2 separate regions of the Mus musculus genome follow, and region 2 is linked to region 1. The links are chromatin contacts, called in public ChIA-PET maps. All regions are on one chromosome and are shown on one strand. Each heading gives the region's core, a stretch centred on a gene start, on an enhancer-like site or on the middle of the called end of the contact. The rest is flanking DNA. Distances are from core to core; before and after follow the strand shown.

Region 1 (6,412 bases), core at 3,145-5,644:
TCAGTGGGTTAGTCATTTGCCATACAAACCAGAGGGCCTGCTGTCAGATCCCCAAAATGGAGAAAGCTGCATACAGCAGCCAGGCAACCTTAGACAGCAGTGAATGGGAACCCTTCTCAAACAAGGTAGACAGTGAGGACTGACACCCAAGGGTGTCTTCCAACTGTCACATGTGCACCATGATCCACGTGACCTGTGTGCATGCACATAAACACACACACACACACACACACACACACACACACCTAAAAACAAAAATAAAATAGAGAAACCTAAACTAAGCTAAAAATCTGCAGGTATGCTTCTCCTTTTCTACAAACCCAGCTTGTTGCTGCTGTGCTGAGTGTGGTCTACAGATAGGAAGTGCGGTGGGTTTTTCTGGGATGCCTGCAAACACCATATGGAGTCAACCCAATGCCATGGCATCCAGCAAAGAATTAGCATTTGACCAAGCGCTCCCTGGGGAACACAGCTGCACTGATGAAAAGAGGGCCAGCAGGCCCGTGGAGAGCATCTGTCGAGGGGGTCTCACCTTTCAAGTGCACACACACAAAGCTCTCACCTGAGCCTTCCATCTGGGTGGCCTCAGAGGTTAGGTTTACAGGTCCAGGGGTGGGGTGTGTCTCTATTCAAAGTGCATTAATGGTTTGTGAGAGAAACCCATAAAGCGTGATGGTCTTGAAGTTTTTAGTTGATTATCAGGAAAGCGCTTTAGGGGTCCAGATCTGTGAAGCTTTATAAAAGACATTTCTTTCCATTTACAGGAATGGTTTGCACATGGCAGTAGTGCCTCACGGTTATGGTTGTAGCACACTGTATAGCTCAGTTAGGCAGGACCAGGCTGAAAAACCTCTTTTAACACACTGTTGAGGAATTCCCAAAACATACCAAAAATTCCCTGCTGGAGAAGGGTTTTGATTTTGGGGTTTTGATTTTTATTGCTGTTGTTTTGTTTTGTTTTTAATTCAGAAATAAACAAACACACAAGAAGCTGTCCCCTACTCTGCACTAGTTTGCTAAGGCTACCATTAGGAACTGCCGAGCTGGAGCCCGGCTTTGACTCTGCAGTGTCCCCCACTATCCTGGTACTATCCTGGTACTGTGTCCCCCACTATCCTGGTACTATCCTGGTACTGTCTTGGGAAGCTGCAAAGTAGCTACTGGAGACCAACCCTGAAAGTCATCCCTTCCTTCAGCCTCCTCCTCCGCTTCCTCATCCTCTGTCATATGAGGAACATCTGTCACATGCTGCAGCTACCACACCGGACTGCTCTATCCTACCCGACTCCGCCACCGTGAACTGGAACCCTCTGAGACAGGGAGCCAACACAAATCTTTCTTTCTATAAGATGCTTTGGCCTCAGCAACAAACACATTTGGCTTACACAATGGAAACTTGCTGCCTCACCTTCCAAAAGCCAAAAACCTGAAATCAACTCCGCAGCAGGGTTGTCTCCTTCTAAGAACACTAAGAGAATTTCTTGAGGCCACTTTCCTTAGCTTGTAGGTAACCATCTTCTCCCTCTGCCTCCACGCAGTTGTCTCTCTAAACATGTCTAAACTTCCCTTTCTTACAAGGGCACCATTCAGACTGGGTTGGAATGCGCTCTGATGACCTCATTTTAGCCTATCCGTCTCTATAAAGACCCTGTCTCAGATAAGGTCTCCTTCCAAGCTACCAAGGAGGAATTCAGCATGGGAATTGAGGCAGGGGATCCCATTTAGCTTGTAACATGTTCCTGAAGGTGTTCTGGTTTCAGAAAGCACAAAGTCACTTTGTTCCTGAGTTTCTCCATAAAGAGACAGACAAACAGGGAGTCTGAAAGGGCTCGTTTATGCCTAGGTTTCTTTGCCTCCTCTTTCAAGTAGAGAAAAAGAACTCAAATAAATGACTGCATAAGATTAGAACTAGCAGCTCACGACACCGAGGGACTGTGGAGGAACGCAGGGTCAGGATGAGGCTTCCGGATTAGCCCAAGGGCTGAGCAAGTGCGAGGCAGGAGCATGCCTCTCAAGGCAAGTGTGGAACCAAGGCCACTCTAATGACACTGTAATGACACTAAATGACATGGGCTACATACAACACCAGGAGCTGAGAAGGACTGGCCTTCAGTTAGCAGATGGAGGAAAAGCAGTTCAGCCTTGATGTCTAACAGATTCTTGTGTTGTTTCCTTTTGTTTCGTTTTGCCTTTTTACATCATTGTGCAGCTAGAGGAAGGTGCTCAGACCTTTAAGGATGGAGGCTGATCTCGATGACACATTCCTTTAACACTAGCACTGAGGACTAAGGCCAAAGGGTGGTGAGTTAAAGACCAGCTTGGGGCTATATTATGAGCCTCTCTCAAAAATTCTTAAGTAAGTAAATAATTGTATTATTGGGAACAAGACTACCTAGTACCATCTCTTCATTTTATGTCTGCGGTTGCTACTTCAATGTAATACAACAGAGGAATGCCATCAGCCCTCGGTCTGATTATTGCTTTCTTCCTAAGGGTGTAGGTCAGGTGAATACTGAACTCACTATAAAACCAACTTCCCACATTCTAGGATTGCTTGCAGACATGTGTTATCATGCCAGTTTGTATTGTATTATTTGTTTGTTTCTTTCTTGAGAGAGGAAGGGGTCTCATTCCATAGCTCAGGTGGACTTTAAACTCATAGCCAACCTCCTGCCTCAGCTTCCCAATATCTGGGTTTATAGGCATAAGCCGCCACACTCAGCCTTAATCTGATTTTCTTAAATATTTCCCTTTGTGTGATTTCTGTTCTCTATTAAATGTTATTTATTTAATGTGTAAGTCTGAGTCAAGCCCTCTCTTGTGTGGGGGTGTGGTGTGGGGGTGTGGTGTGGTGTGGGGGTGGGGGTGATGTGGGGGTGTGGTGTGGGGGTGGGGGTGATGTGGGGGTGTGGTGTGGTGTGGGGGTAGGGGTGATGTGGGGGTGTGGTGTGGGGGTGTGGGAAGTGCTTGAGTATTGCCGTGCAGGTGTGGAAGGTCAGAGAACAGCTTTGGGGAGTCTGTTTTTTCTTTCCACCATGTGGTACTCTGGAATCAAGCGCAGGGTCTTGGGCTTGGGCATAAGTGCCTTTGCCTGCTAAGCAGCCTCTCCAGCCCTGTTGCTGTTGCCGATACTGAGTTTTGTCTTTTGCTCGAAAGAATAAAACAGCCTTCAAAATCTCCAGAGATCCGTAACTTAACATGTACAGAATTATAAATTGTCTGACAACTTTTCCTGACATTTCTTTTCTGTGCAGACATGGAAAGTGTGTGCCTAGGAAAGAAGAAAGCAGGGGGATATGACGAGGAAAGGGATTTAATTTTAAGAAGAGAGAAGAGACTTCCACTTGAAGATGACAAAGAACGCACTGGCCACACAGGGGCAAGATGAAGTGGGAGTTTTTTAGAAGATATCACATCTTCTCTTTTGCTCTTTTGCAAGAGCTCACGATGGAGTGGAGTTAATCTTCATCGTTCTCCCGAGAAAGCACAAAATGAACCATCTTAAACTCAGGGAAAAAAAAAAAGCCCCCAACACCATCTGTTGCTCCGCTGAAGCGTTGTAGTGGGGGAGGGGACAAGCCAGTTGTTAAATGGGAAAGCAATCAGGCGCTCAGCTCCCCACACTGCCTTCTGCCTAGAAGCCAGGAAAGAGGTCCAACGAGAGGGTAGAGGATTCCTTTCCTGGGTGCCTGGATTATTAGCCATTGTACGTGGGTGGGTGCACTGGATTACAAACCAGGGTACGTGGGGAAAGACGTAGGTGGCACTTAACCGAAACGAGATAAGTCAAACCAAGGCGCCAAGGGCTGCTTAGGAAAGGATTTCCCTCCTTCAACCCCGATCAGTATCATCTGATGGTTGTTTACTTGTTAAACTATCGTTAGATTGAACATAAGTGTAAAAATAGTCTTAAAAACAAGGCGCAGCTCTCCATTATCCCAACAACACATGGCTTTGACTGTTTCAGAAAGGGAAATAAAATATTTAAAACAGGTTTTTATCTGGGCTGTGCGTCTAAACGTGCAACGGCCCCTTGGAACGGAGCCCTGGTGGAGCAGAGAAAAGCCGTGGGTTGTGGAGGGACGGCTGGCTTCCCGGTGATGTGGGACAAATGGCAGGTCAGTCACATCTAGTCGTTGATGGGGAATGAGAGCAGGCGTCCACTGACAGAAAACAAGCCTCCAGCCTCCACAGTCAGAGTCTCTCCGGGCTGTCCCCGTGCTTCAGGGTGACCCACAATAACAAAGCCCACGGGAGCAGTTTACTCAATAGCTTCGAGCATTGTCCTAACCGTGAATCTTTGCAGAGACTGAGACTTGGCCACCCTGGCAGTCGCGGCGACTCCCCCAACTCCGCAGCCCAGGGTTGGGCTGATACCTCGCGGCCGTGGTACTAGACGCTGCCGGAAGATGGCGCACGAAGATACCGACTCAATCGAGGGTGCCGAGAGCTACTGTGGACTGGGCGGCCGAAGAGGGATTTTGATTCATTAAAAAACATAAATTGTACTTGATGAACAACAATAATAATAATAAACTGACTACTGGATTCCACAGAGATGAATTTTTAAATCCCTGAAATCAAGTTATTTAAATTATTTAATTTAATTTGCTAAATTTCAGTAACTGCTATGTAATGGTGCATGCCGGGCGTTTAGGTTTTATAGCGTCTAAATGCTTCTCTTTACGGTGATTGCTGCAGTTGCACGGTCACCAGAGAACTCTGTCCCCATCTCCAAGCTGTGTAAACAAATTGAGGCGAGAGTAATTACACACTGAGAGGAAGGCAAGAAGAAGCCATGGAAGCCAGAGAGAGCCCCAGCGACAAAATAACACCTTAAAAGGGCTCAAAGATCAATGCTGGTGACTTTACTAAAATCATCCAGGGGGGCCAAACCTAAACTAAACAGTGCCTGGTGGTTCTTATAGCAGGATCTTCCTCTCAGGAAAATAAAATCTATAGTCACATTGATATTACACCTTAAACTGTTTAAGTTCGTGAATGTACATTTTAACTAGCTTCCCAGCTAGAAAATTTGTGCCCAGAAAAATCTAGAAACTTTGTTCCTCCTATGAGCAAGGAATGATTTCGGCAGCCAAATATAAGTCTTTTCATTAAAGGAACCCTCACATTCTCCTTTGTGAAGTTCCAACGTGCACGCCATATTTGCACGAACAGCTATGTCTAATTTGCACAAACAGGAAGTTGCACACGAATATATTATCTTAAATCTGTGTGTGTGCGCGCGCGAGCACATGCACACGTGTGTGCATATGGGGGTATACATGCTGTCTGCACACTACGCTTCTCCATTGTTTTCGGCATAACTGATTTTGGCACCAGCTCGTTAGCACTTTGGAAGGGCCTTCATTAGCACTGGGACAGTAGCCAAAAGGAATCCAGAAAAATCAACACATGGCTGCTCCTGTTCTCACGATAAACGACAGCTTTCCTGGAAAACAACAACATTCGAGAAGCAAAACAAAAACCCACAGCAACAAGAGCGCAACAACATGAACACAGGAAGTCAGACATCACCAACTAGGAGTTTTTTAATTTTTAAATTTATTTACTTATTCAGATTTTTTTTTTTTTTTACAATTCTGGGTACTCTCACCCAATTAAAGATATAAATAACAAAAGTACATTAGGAACCCAAGGGGAAGAAACTAGGCTTTGTAGTGGGGGGAGATGCTGGGAAACAGCCTGGCATTTGCGGCCACACCAACCCCCAAACCAAAAGTGGTCCACGGAAACTTCCATGCCTAATCCACGGTTCTTTGGAACCTGAGTTCTGACAAGAGCCCTTCTGGGAAAACAGAATTCCCCTCTTTGTGTGAATATCTCATCTCGAAACCGGTAGTAGGAAGTTGGGTTGCTCAGGTACTTTGATAGTATTCTGGGAAAACGGTGATATCTAAACTGGTCAAAACTGGTAGCAAACCATATAGCTTGTTAGCCTAATACAGGTCCTCACACTCATGCCGTAGCCAAAGCAGTAGCCAAATCATACAGGACGGTTCCTCAAAGGGTTAACTCTTTGCAAGTCAGCTGTCAAAAGGAAGCATGCTGGTCTTTTAAGACTCCATGGAGGCTTTGCCCTAGACTGCCCTTCCCACTGGGTCTCAAGAGAAGGCACCGGGCTTGGCCCCTCCTCCTTAGCCCTTTGCCCTCTCTGCCCTGGGTTTCTGTTAGAGTTTCTCAATTGTTTGCACTGAACTTTCTTGAAATTTCTCAAGGAAAGGGGAGAGAGGAACGAGAAGGCAGTGAAATAAAGGTAGAAAAAGTCCGGAGCATGCATTAGTCACGTGATCCAGAACAAGCCATGAATACACAAGGGCCAAGGGAAAGCAGTGTCTACCTGGAAGCCCTCAGTGTGGCACTCACTCAAGGTGGTACTCACTCAGGGTGG
Region 2 (6,129 bases), core at 2,534-5,033, 250 kb after region 1:
AAAACTCATTAGCATGTTGTGGGAGGCAGAACTCTTAATCTGCCCCATTATCTCTAAGAGTGGTAGGACCTTTGACTTCTAGCTAAAGGTGAAAAGGATGTCGTCACAGGTCTGATCAAGGTGAGAAATCACTGGTTTGGGGTTACCTCAAAGGGGTAATTATCCTAGGCAAGTCTGCCTTAAATCAGAGAGCCTTTTAAAGAGGAGGGAAGAATCTTATCTAGGCTGTGAAGAAGCCAGTGGCCATAGGGGAGTGGGGGGAACCCTTAGGCATAACTTGCAGGTAGTCTCCAGGAGCTAAGGGTAGCATTGAAAGACACCCAGCAACACTGCCCCAGGTAGCCATAAGTACTTCTGCCCAACCTGAATGGAGCTAGCAATGGAGCTAGCAGGAAGATTCCAGTGAGAAACTCTGCCTGAGCTCTGCATCCTGGAGAGCCCTGAGTGGCCTCGGGTAAACCATGCCCAGACCCCTACCTAAGAAAATGCTGAGGAGGAGCAGGGCATGGCTATAAGCCATGAAGTCTGTGGTAACATGCCACACAACACTACACACGTTCAAAGAAGTACCTCCCCTTATTTCTAACCTGCACTTCCTTCTTTTTGGTTTATTTCCCCGAGGGTCCTTCTTCCCCTGTGAGATAGCTCACACCTTGACCACACTGCAGAGTTTCCCTGTGTCTCTGTAAAGACGCTATGCTGAAGGGGTCATTGAGTGTGGTCATACATTCTCTGATTCACTAACGGAGAATAATACATCCAAGGGGACAAAAAACTTGCCCAAGTCACAAAAAAAAAAAAAAAAAAAAAAAAAACCAAAAAGGAGACAGGACTGACACCAGGCAAAGTCCACTTTCTCAAGCTCAGCGCCAACTGCCTCCTTACTGTTGGCCATGCTCCCATCAGGTCCTCCCGGACCCCCTGTGCAGAGCTGCCCAGCGGCCAGTGGCTCCCACGACACTACTTAGGGTCACAAGGAGATTGAAACAAAACAACTTTACTTTCAACTTAAAACACACACACACCTTTTTAAAGAAAGTTTACTGCACATTAGAAACATTCTGTTATACACTTACAGAGAAACTCTGTCCCCATGGCTCCTTCCAGCTGGAATTACACACAAAACAGAAGATACCAAAGCAATTAAGTATTTTATAAACACTGCTGAGGGGTCAAAAAGAGGGAGGTTCATTCACTGACTAATAACGCAGTAATAAACAAATAGCAATGTTATGCAACTGAGAAAATTATTATAATTGAATCTACACAGCTGGGCAAGGAGAGAGGCCGGCTGTGTAGCTCACATATGTTTTGTGTGGGTGGGTTTGTATTTTAGAATTGTTTGGATTTGAGTCCTTCTTAGAGTCAAGACTCTGTTCTCTTATCTGAGGGCTACCCTATCACTGTGAGAGCAGGAGAGGCTCGCCCGCCTATGGAGATGCCCCACTAATTAGTTGCTATTTTCACAACAGAGAAGTAAATGTGAGCATGACTGGGTAGGGAGCTAAACTTCGCTGCAATACACTCATGGCACATCTAGAGAGGTGTCATCTCTGTGCACAGCAATGTGAATAATGAATGAAGGTAGCCTGCTAGCACACTGGAAAAAACGTTCAGAACAAACAGGCTGTCCACATTTTAATATTTGGCTTCAATGAATTATCAGAGCTTCCATCGCGCTTTGGAATTTCCTCATCATAGAGCTTATATTTTTGGCAACAGGAACCCACCAGCAGACCAGCAGAGAGAAATACCTCAAGGACCACATTTACATTTAAGCTGATGTTTCAGCTAGAGACAGAAGAGTAATCTGTGTGTGTCCATCAAATTCTTGAAATCCCAGTGTTTGAACCAGAAGCACTGCACTCTTGGGATCAAGGAACCGAGGGACCCGCCACTGTTCTATCAACTAAATACAGCTTCTATCCAACACAAAGCGAAGAAAGTAAGGTTCTATGAGAGAGAGAGAGAGAGAGAGAGAGAGAGAGAGAGAGGGGCTGAGATTGAGATTGAGATTCTAGTGAGGCTCGGCCCTGAGTACCACTGGAATGTCTTCTTAATTAAAGAACTCAGAACAAAATTTGTGATCTATGTCATGTTCTCATTTGCATAAAACCCAACTAACTTAGAACTCAGATGGCTGGCTGATTAGCTAACTGTGAGGGCAGAGGTACACATGTATCTTCAACAGGCACACATTTTACATCAATGATATCTATTTTTATGAGATAAAAGTACTAAAGCTTTAATGGTGGCAATTAAAAGAGCCCAGAGTTTGAGTAGCTGGATGGCTGAGTCACAGACCTTTTACCTATAATGGGTCCCATTATATCTCCGAGCTCAGTTTGAGGGAGTAAAAGAGGAACAGATTTTTAAATACAGTTATAAAACAGCAGTACCCTTTGAGTCAAGCTGCTAGAGTTTAAACAGCTGTGTAAGTCAGCGTGGTCTTAGGACCAGCATCCACTCAGCAACACCCTTGGCTTCACTGAGATACTGTCCACCTGAAAATATTTAGCACTGAGTAATCTATTTCTGTTACCTTCACTACTGTGTCGAAAATATAGTATTTCAGGTGACTTCCGATCAGATATTTTCACTTTGCCTAAAGTACCAACACCTGTATTCTAACATTCTCATTTAAAATATAATTTAAGAGAAAAAGGAAAAGAAGACTGATATTCCCATTCAGAGGGGTTTTAAGCAATATTTATGTATCGGTATTGCTACACAATCTTCTCAAGGTCGTTTGGCACTGTTGGGTTAGAGTTATCAAAATAAGCACCAGTAAGATGGGCTGTGAGGAGTACAGGTAATTTCAGAGGAAGTACTAGTGAAGTTTCTCAAACAAACAAAAACAAAATTAATCTGAAGATCTATGAAGACTAGATTAAAATATTCCAGAACTGGAAACCTAAGTGAAACCTTCCAGTAATATGTATTTTTTTCCACTACAAAAGCAAAGCTTGGATGAGAGGAGCCACGGGAAGAGATATCCAATTACAGTATATACTTCTATGAGAAGTCACACGTAACACTAGGCCGTGGACAGTGACGAACTCAAAGGTGCAGAAGGAAAACTCTGAGAGGCCCCCACCGGGCCTCCAGTCCTCCCACGATATGTATAAAATGGTGCCCATTATGCCCAGAATAGTAAGGCTTAGGTAGACAAAATCCACACAGGTTGTGAACTGAGAAGTCTTACACCCTAATGACTAATCCTCAGACAGGAGGAGAAGCAGAAGGCACTGAAGGCCCGAGGCTGCCCAGCCTCAACCCCAGCAGAAGACCAGATGCGGTCAGGAGACTGGAGGTGGAGAAGGTTCACTGGGAAAAGCTCTAGTGAGACCTTGGAGGCTGGACACTGGCCTTGGGACATTGTGACCAGGAAGCCTCCAGGCTCCCAAATTCTTCCCAGCACACACAGAAGAGCCAGGGGCATGCAGCAGAACCAGGAGTCAGGGGCCAGGGCACAGCAGCACTGATGAGCACCGGCAGGTGCCCAGAGCCTTGGAAGCCTTCAGCACAGCCAAGGCTATCCCTATTCTGGCCACTTTGACAGAGGACCCTTGCAGCAACTCTGTAAAGTAATGGTTTAGAAGTCTGCCTTGGGGAGTATCCACCAACCTCCTCCTTCGTGTGCCTCCTGTATGGCCAGTCCTCCCCATCTGCACAGCCTTCTGCCCCGTGTCGTGCGCTAACTATTTCAGGTATTTACTGAGCCTCTTGACACATCTTCCTCCCACTCTCACCCGCTTCTCTCTTCCCCTGTAGAGAAGAGTCCTTGAAAGAGCAACGACATTTGCTGTCTTCACTTCCTCTCCTCCAGTGCTCTTCAGTCTGCTCTAACCACATTAATATTCCACAGCGCCTCTCTCTCTCTCTCTCTCTCTTTCTCTCTCTCTCTCTCTTGCCAAGGTGACCCCACCCCCACTGGCTGGCTCCTCAGCTCACCTGACCTACCAGCAACAGCCCACACAGCTGCTCACTCTGGCTGCCTCTTTCAAGCCGGCCAGGATGGCCCTTTCCCCTCCTTCCTTACACTTTCTGCCTGGCTTATCTTCCCCACCTGTCACTTCTGCGGTGCGCCAGTCTCATCTCTACCATGTTTCCAAGTCCGCATACTACCTCTAGCCTGGTGCTTTGCAAAGTCCTGCCTCCAGCTCAGACCTCTACCCTAAGCTGTGGGCCCCTCTCTCCAACAGTCCTGCCCAATATCCACTCTGACATGGCCACAGTCATCTGAGAGAGGGGAGGAAAAACTTCCTGGTTCTCTATCCACCTCCAGGACCCAGAATTGTCATCTGGTTCTTATTGTAATATTTTCCCAACAGTTCTATAGATTTGAAATTTGTAAAACTCCAAGCGAGGGACTGCACTGATCCATTTTCTTAGCTGGATCCTCTCACCCGCATGGCTCCCCTCATTCATGCTGTCTAGAATTTGTCTCTTTACTCTCTTAGGTTCTGACAGCACTCATGAGTCCATTCACCACAGGACAGAGCCAGGTGCTCAGTTCCCAGGAAGACTCCAGGCTGCCTGGTGACATCCCAGGATCTGCACACTAAAGTCACCTCCCTCAGCTAAACTGACTTCCACACCTGGGTTTCCTGACCCAATCAGAAATCTGCCTCCCTCCCTCTACCTGGCTCTGTCCATTACCAGTTAACACTTGCCTCCCCCAAGTCCTCCAGGTAACATGTCTCTTCCATGTTTCTGCAGTCCAGGCCGGGACAGAACTGCTTCTCATTCATCTCATGGTTTTGAAGCCCCGGGAGTCTTTCTGAATGGCCACTATCAGTGTAAATGGACTACACTTCTGCACAGTCCACCTAGGGCTCCCTGCCAGCTACACAAGTCAGAATCCCCCAGCACCAAGGATTAGGGCCTTGCCTGTGCTACGTTCCAGCTGGCCACCAGCCCCTTCACCCATGCACCACCATGGCAGTCACACCAAGGCACTTTGCTCTTTCCCAATCTAGAGCTTGGACAGATGGAAGCAGTCTCCAAATCCTCTCCATAAATCCACACTTGCTCTGCAACACTCAGTTCACTCACTCCACTCTCTTCATGGGGCCTTCCCTGATCTGTACGGGCAGGGCCAAGGCCCTCCCAAAGCCAAGGACCTCTCAGCATACCATACTGCCTGACTACTGACACCTTCTGGTTCTCTGCTCTCTGAAGGATAGGAGGATGGACAGGAGCATGGAACACAGATGCACTCCTTAGGCTGAGTGCTGCAAAGAACATCAAGTCTCACCACACCCTCAGGTGTGAGCACAGATGTCCGCTCTCAACCCTCAGTCTGGGTCCAGCAACATCTCACATGCTCTCTGTGCCTCTGGTACCCAGCCCAGGGAAGTAAACGTTTAGTTGAGCAAAAAGATTCTTTTTTGCTTGTTTGTTTTGGTTTTGGTTTTTTTGGTTTTTTCGAGACAGGGTTTCTCTGTGTAGCCCTGGCTGTCCTGGAACTCACTTTGTAGACCAGGCTGTCCTCGAACTCAGAAATCCGCCTGTCTCTGCCTCCTAAGTGCTGGGATTAAAGGCGTGCGCCACCACGCCCAGTGGTGATGTGTAAATGAGGGCACACTTTAGCCTTTGGGTCTGGGAGCACGGAGCTGTGCACTGATAAATTGCTACCTTGCCCCTTCCACCCGGCTCAAGCTTCACCTGTCTCCCCAGCCCCACAGATAACTTGGCGGTATAAAGTGTGGATTTATGGAGCAACTCCACAGACTTACTATGGCTGCACTTAGTTTTTGTCATGCAGACCAACCACTAAGTGATAACTGGGATTTTTCTTAAAAGGATAAAAAGCTAATTTCTGTGCCCTTATTTCTGGTTCTTGTAAAGAGACTGGCACATTGTAAATGAACAATGTGATGACTGGAGACTGAATGGGTGCATAGAAACAGAACAGAAAAGCACCCTGCGTGAGAGACCTGACAGATAACTCCCTACAGTAACCATGATCCCTTCACTCCTGAAGAGACAGACTGCCTTACAGAGGCACCCTGCCTCAACAGAAATCCGGAAGCGGTCTCAGAATTTCATCCCCTAACTAGGTGCAGACCTTTTTCTACTGTAGCTGAACTACAATGAGCATACTTTTTATTAATACCAAAAATG

The links. ChIA-PET counts read pairs in DNA pulled down with a chosen protein or histone mark.
Region 2: a contact with region 1 is called in an RNA polymerase II ChIA-PET map of memory CD8 T cells, with 199 read pairs. The contact joins two enhancer-like sites. A contact is called at or near these places in 2 of 15 datasets of contacts at CTCF or cohesin (large pre-B cells and pro-B cells), 13 of 484 Hi-C or Micro-C datasets (B cells, CD4 T cells, CD8 T cells and 7 more) and 10 of 115 datasets of contacts at active chromatin or transcription factors (the 230-238 cell line, bone marrow-derived macrophages, craniofacial prominence and 7 more).

What each region holds. Positions count from the first base shown.
Region 1 is chr4:9,025,938-9,032,349 of GRCm38.p6, reverse strand. No RefSeq gene overlaps it. Among named protein-coding and RNA genes, the nearest start is that of Gm34428, 21 kb to the right of the region's middle. Within about 2 kb of position 4,394, at least 164 of the 459 cell types and tissues checked have an H3K27ac peak or open chromatin away from gene starts, as enhancers often do. A contact at or near this core is called in the 230-238 cell line, B cells, CD8 T cells and 1 more, where this site is marked.
Region 2 is chr4:8,772,790-8,778,918 of GRCm38.p6, reverse strand. All of the region lies in intron 2 of Chd7 (chromodomain helicase DNA binding protein 7), which reads right to left. Among named protein-coding and RNA genes, the nearest start is that of Gm46841, 59 kb to the right of the region's middle. Within about 2 kb of position 3,783, at least 88 of the 459 cell types and tissues checked have an H3K27ac peak or open chromatin away from gene starts, as enhancers often do. A contact at or near this core is called in the 230-238 cell line, B cells, CD8 T cells and 1 more, where this site is marked.